2 separate regions of the Oryzias latipes genome follow, and region 1 is linked to region 2. Evidence: chromatin contacts called from public Hi-C data. All regions are on one chromosome and are shown on one strand. The core of a region is the stretch at or near the end of the contact, and the rest is flanking DNA. Distances in the headings are between cores, read along the strand shown. Region 1 holds the start of LOC101171690 (E3 ubiquitin-protein ligase znrf2). Region 2 holds the start of cdk14 (cyclin-dependent kinase 14).

What was found. Hi-C and Micro-C count contacts between places; a contact is called where the count stands out from the background.
Region 1: a contact with region 2 is called in a Hi-C map of embryo, with 2.8 times the contacts expected there. The contact joins the promoter of LOC101171690 here to the promoter of cdk14 in region 2. A contact is called at or near these places in 4 of 5 Hi-C or Micro-C datasets (embryo, fibroblasts and gastrula embryo).

Annotation. Positions count from the first base shown.
Region 1 is chr16:8,833,175-8,835,874 of ASM223467v1, forward strand. LOC101171690 (E3 ubiquitin-protein ligase znrf2) reads left to right here and starts at 1,285. Exons shown (of 5, transcript XM_023964184.1): 1 at 1,285-2,181. The coding sequence starts at 1,779.
Region 2 is chr16:8,582,054-8,585,007 of ASM223467v1, forward strand. It overlaps cdk14 (cyclin-dependent kinase 14), which reads left to right and starts at 1,604. Exons shown (of 15, transcript XM_004077647.4): 1 at 1,604-2,006. The coding sequence starts at 1,925. It overlaps LOC101170047 (pituitary tumor-transforming gene 1 protein-interacting protein), which reads left to right. Exons shown (of 7, transcript XM_023964323.1): 7 at 1-106.

The DNA of each region.
Region 1 (2,700 bases), core at 35-2,534, 250 kb after region 2:
CAAAGAAAATAAACTTTCTACTTACCAACCACTTACCTTCAGGGTTTCAGCATCTGGGTCCGTCTCGTGTTCTGATCATGACACAAACTCTACATTGCCGTCAGCATGAGTCCATTTGAAATCTTTTTCCAACATTATTTTTGTGACAAGAATCTTGTTCGAAATGTTGTCACTGTCACTTCCTACCTTTTTCTGCAGATGAATTAAAATGGAAACATCCAGAAAAGAGGGAGATTGAAGTTGAAAACAAATAACTGCTTTCATGAGGTCGAGATTCCTTTGGAAACTCTTGTCTTCATCTCTACAATGGCTATGTCCAAAATGGTTGAGAAGAACTCTCATTTTTTAAATTTGGACCGTTTGCATGGCGTCACATTTGGGAGGACAGTCCCGGCTTTTGGGGAAACATTGCCCCTCCTCCCCATGCCAAAGTAGTAGTAGTGCAGTTTGGTATGGACTGACAGCTGTGAGCAAATCCATAGAGTTGCAAAAATGTTAACTTCTTCATCTCTGCTAATATGACAAAGGATATTGTTCACTTTGGTGGCGCTGGAGCTTTTCTCTACATAAATCTTAGGTGGGTTAAGGTGCCAAAAGTTGCAGTTTAGTAAAACAATTTTAGAATAATGTTACTCAAGTAAAAAAGAATATTCTTGATGACTCAAGCAAGAATAAAGGGGTGGGCTAACTGGTAAAACAAAAAGAAGAAAAAACAACTTGAATATTAAGAAACAGTATTGAATGAAACATTTGAAACAGAAAAAAATATTTTCAATAATGAATTAAAATGATAGAAACGTCCAAATGTCTCTATACACTCAGTGTTATCATAGTAAACAAGGAAACTTGAGTACATGTTAAAAGCAGAAAGCTGTGGATCTATTGTGAGCCATAGCAGGACGTATGCTTTACAAAGTAAATAAGCAAAAGCTCGGTAAGCTATTTTAATAAATCATCTATATTCAATAAAGTTACTGGTGTGAATGTGAGTGTGTATGGGTGTGTGATTTGTGACCCTGCGACAGACTGACGACCTGATGTCCCCTGCCTTCGCCCACGAGTGACCGGGATAGGCTCCAGCAGCCCCGTGGCCATGATCCCGAAAGGGATAAAACTGGTTCAGAAGATGAATGAATGAATGAAATAGATGAAAATTAAATAAAAGTTATTTAGTAAGTTTAACTAAGGTGCTACAACCCACTGAGGTTAATGAAATCGAGTTTTCAGGCCACAAAGCTGTTAAGCGGTTTTTGTTCACAGGCGCGATTTTATTTTGAAGGCTCAAAGCGGAAGTCCCTATCAGTAGCACGCGCTCCTGGGTGTTCAGCCTCACGCGGTAAACAGTTTGGATCTAGACTCGCTGCCTTACTTCCCTCTTTTAAACCGACAGGGACAGAGACTGCGCCGGGCCTGGCCAGGCGGAGCCATGGCGGACCGGGGACAGAGACGCCAGCGGCCGAAGGGCAGCGGGTCCGCCGCGGCGGCTCATCCGAGGAGGACACGCAGGATACCCGCATCACGACCACGACAGCCGAGCTCAGAGCCCCACGCTGTCCGCGTCTGAACTTCCCACGTCTGCGGCTCTTGTCACGGCTGACCTTTTTAACTTTTCACCGAAAGGCTACGTGCTAATCTGGATGGGATCATAGCGAAGAGTTTGTTTAGCCTCACGGACGGACGCCTGCCCCGGCGAACATACCAGCTGCCTCGGGCGGAAGTCTGGCGCTCCGTGACCGTCCCGCAGTCATTTCATAAGCGAGTCAGCAGGGAGGCAAAGCATGGGGGCAAAGCAGAGCAGTCCCACTGCCAACCCAGCTGCTAACGGACGGACCAGAGCCTACTCTGGCTCGGACCTGCCCTCCTCCACGTCCGGGACCAGCAGCAGCAGCACCGCTGGGCGCAACCCCGCCGTGGGTGTGCGGTACCACGCGCCCAGGGCTTCCGGTGCTGGGTCCAGCACTAGCCAGCCTCACGGAGCCACTGTCCGGACTTTGGGGGGGTTTGTCGATTTGAGACCCCAGTCCGGCATCAATATCCCAAACAGCGGCGGAGCCCCCAGCTCACCGGAGTCCGGCGGCAGCAGCCCGGAGGAGGCGGCGGGCGGGGAGCGCTCGGATGGGGCCGGTCCTCCGCTGCTGATTGGATCCCTACCAGCACACCTCTCGCCCCGTCTGTTCGGAGGTAAGAGAGCCGAACCGATCCGGTGACCCCACAGTGACAGCACGAGGCGAACATCCGGCCATCCGAGCGAGGTCTTCTTAGGAGTCATTGGTTTATAAAATCAATAGATTTTTTTTTTAAAGACAAACAACTTTCTTCTCTCTTTTTTTGTGTCACATTGCCAAGTTTACCAATGCATCTTCCCTCTTGGAGATGAGGTCAGGACTCCAATCAACATTATTTGTCCAAACACAGTGAGTGGTGTGGATGTGAGCAGAGATTATTTAATCAAAGCTAAAGAGAAACAGGAAAATATAAACCCTAAACCAAACTGACAGTCCTGCACAGATGAAAACAAAGTTGGATCTGATTCCATCACTTTATTTCATATCCTATAACCTTTTTTGTAAAAAAAAATCTTGATGCATAAAAGTAGATTTCCATTTATGTTTTCATGAAGTGGGCGGCCGTGGTGCAGAGCTAGGGCGGTCGACCTCTGATTGGAATATTGCAGGTTCGATTCCCCGCCTTGCCAGCCCA
Region 2 (2,954 bases), core at 354-2,853:
CTTTTTCCGTCTTTTGTTCTCTGGTTGACCTTCACACAGTGTTGATTTCCGGGTGACATTGTAGCAGTGATGTGTTCAAGTACACAAATAAAATTTGTAAAGAACAGACTCTGGTGGTCATTTTAAACAGAAATATTGTCGTAGTGTGAAGCTGCAGAACTGTGAGATTCAGACCTCTGAGTCTGGATCTGCCTGCTCCTGCCTCATAGAAACAAAAGGTTACTAGCTTTGAAAAGTGTTTGATTTTCTTCTGTACTTGGTTTTTTGTGTGGCTGCATAGTCAAACACTGATTTCTCTCTGAGAAATGTGCTTTAATACTCTGGAGATCTTGAAAAAAAGACTCAGCTTTACTCAGCACCGTCATGGAAAAGGATTCTTTCTTCAATCAAGTGCTTCGAATTTGGAGAAGTGGAAAGCACTACAATATTCAGATTTCTCCAAGAAAAACAAACATCGTTTGGTCAGTTCATTCAGAATGTTTTTAAATAAAGAATCCCGATTTAGATTGAAAATATGTCAAGCCTTTATTCTTGTCTTATCAAAGGTTGATTAGCGTCTGCATGTAATATGTCTATGTAACGTCTGCATGTATTGTGTCTGCATCTAGCGTCTGCATGTAGTGTCTGCATCTAACGTCTGCATGTATTTTGTCTGCATCTAACGTCTGCATGTAGTCTCTGCATTTAACGTCTGCATGTATTGTGTCTACATGTAGTGTCTGCATCTAGCGTCTGCATGTAGTGTCTGCATCTAGCGTCTGCATGTAGTGTCTGCATTTATTGTGTCTGCATCTAGCGTCTGCATGTAGTGTCTGCATCTAGCGTCTGCATGTAGTGTCTGCATCTAACGTCTGCATGTAGTGTCTGCATCTAGCGTCTGCATGTAGTGTCTGCATGTATTTTGTCTGCATGTAGTGTCTGCATGTAGCGTCTGCATTTATTGTGTCTGCATCTAACGTCTGCATGTATTGTCTGCATGTAGTGTCTGCATGTAGCGTCTGCATTTGTGTCCGCATCTAGCATCTGCATTTATTGTGTCTGCATTTAACGTCTGCACGTAGTGTCTGCGGGTAACGTCTGCATGGATTGTCTGCATGTAGTGTCTGCATGTAGCGTCTGCATTTGTGTCCGCATCTAGCATCTGCATTTATTGTGTCTGCATTTAACGTCTGCACGTAGTGTCTGTATCTAACGTCTGCATGTATTTTATCTGCATGTATTGTCTGCATGTAGTGTCTGCATCTAGTGTCTGCATGTATTGTGTCTGCATTTAACGTCTGCATGTAGTGTCTGCATGGATTGTGCTTGCGTCTAACAGCTGCATATAGGGTCTGAATTGAATGTCTGCAGCGCACAGCAGAGCTTCATTCTGCTGTCTGAGAACTACAAAGAAAAACCTGCAAAGCTTTCTGGGACAGATCAGCCATCCTGTTTGCTCCTCCAAGAAGAGATGGCCCCACGGTCCGTGAACGCATTCCAATCCTGAGACACTTTGGTGGGCGGGGCTATTTTAGTGATTGACACGTCTCAGTACCAATGGAAGTTCCCGACTCTCCAACCGGCGTCGGGTGGGGCGGAGTTTGGGACCGACACCGGAGAGAGGGAGGATCCCAAAAATGACATCCAGACTGCGGTGAAGCTGCAAAGGAGCGACGGGAAACAAAAAGAAGTGAGAGCCGGAGCCCTCCCGAGCCCGCAGGATCCCGCAGGACCCAGCTTCCCGCTCCAGTCTGAAGCTCTCCGCCCTCCGCGCTGCGCGTCCGTCCGTGGAGATGCAGCGGCGTCTGTAGGCAGAGCTCCGGTCTGTCGGAGGCGGAGCGGCTCAGCCTCCGGTTTTCCGGCGCGCAGCAGCTGAACTGAAGGCGGGACGTCCGCGGCTCCTTCCCCGCTTCAGGCTCACTCTCAGGGGGGGCTGTGCGACCAGATGCCGGCCTCTCAGCCCGCCCAGAAAACTGGCAAAATGAAAAAGTTGAGGAGAACTTTGTCCGAGAGTTTCCGGAGCATCGGTGAGTACCGGGACCTCCTCGGCTCTTTGTGCAGCAGCTGCAGCTGCAGTCGCAGTCCGGACAGCTGCTGCAGCTGTGTGGCGAAGGCGCGTGCGCCCCAAAGCTTGAGTTAAGGAAATGAAATGCAAAAGTTCAGAAATATTGAAATTGTTTTCCTTAATCTCCATTTTCCCCACAAACGTCAACAGTTTTAAGCTTCATCACTGCTGTAGCGGGAAAAGATAATCGGATCTTCAGAGAAAGTCCTAAGACTCTCCTCAGCATCCACCCTGCTCGCTCCATCAGCTTTCATTTAGGAGTTTTTGTCTTTATGAGAAGGTGCTGGTTCGAATCCCGGCTGGGTCCTTTCTGTGTGGAGCCTGCTTGTTCCTCTCGTGCATCATGTGTGTGTTTTCTGTGGAATCTCTGGCTTCCTCCCAAAAACAGGCTTCATAGGTTTACTGGTGATTCTATATTGTCCTTAGCTGTGCATGTGTGTGTGTGTGTGTGTGTGTCTCGGGGGTAGGGGGGGGCTGCAACAGTCTGTCACCCTGTCTAGGGTGGACCCCGCCTTCACCCAACAGTTGCTGGGTTGGCTCCAGCAACCCCATGACCCTGAAAGGGTTTCTGCAGCTTTGGGAAATGGATGGCGGGATGCATGAAGAGATGGATGGATGGATATGGACGGGTCAAAAGGGGAATAAAGATTGTTTCTGCAGAGCCTCTCTTTGCAGAGAAATGAACGCTTTGAGGTTTAATGTCACATTGATGGTGATTTTCAGGGAACATGAAGAACCCACCAGGGACTGAGACATCAATCAATGGATCCATGAAACGAGCAAAAGAGACGAGGGAGAGAAACAAAGAGCAGCAGGAAAACCTGAGCAGTTCCCTTCCTCTTGTGTTTTCTGTCTACGTTGTGGGTGGGGAGACCCAAAGAATATAAGCAAGACTGCTTATGTTCTTTGG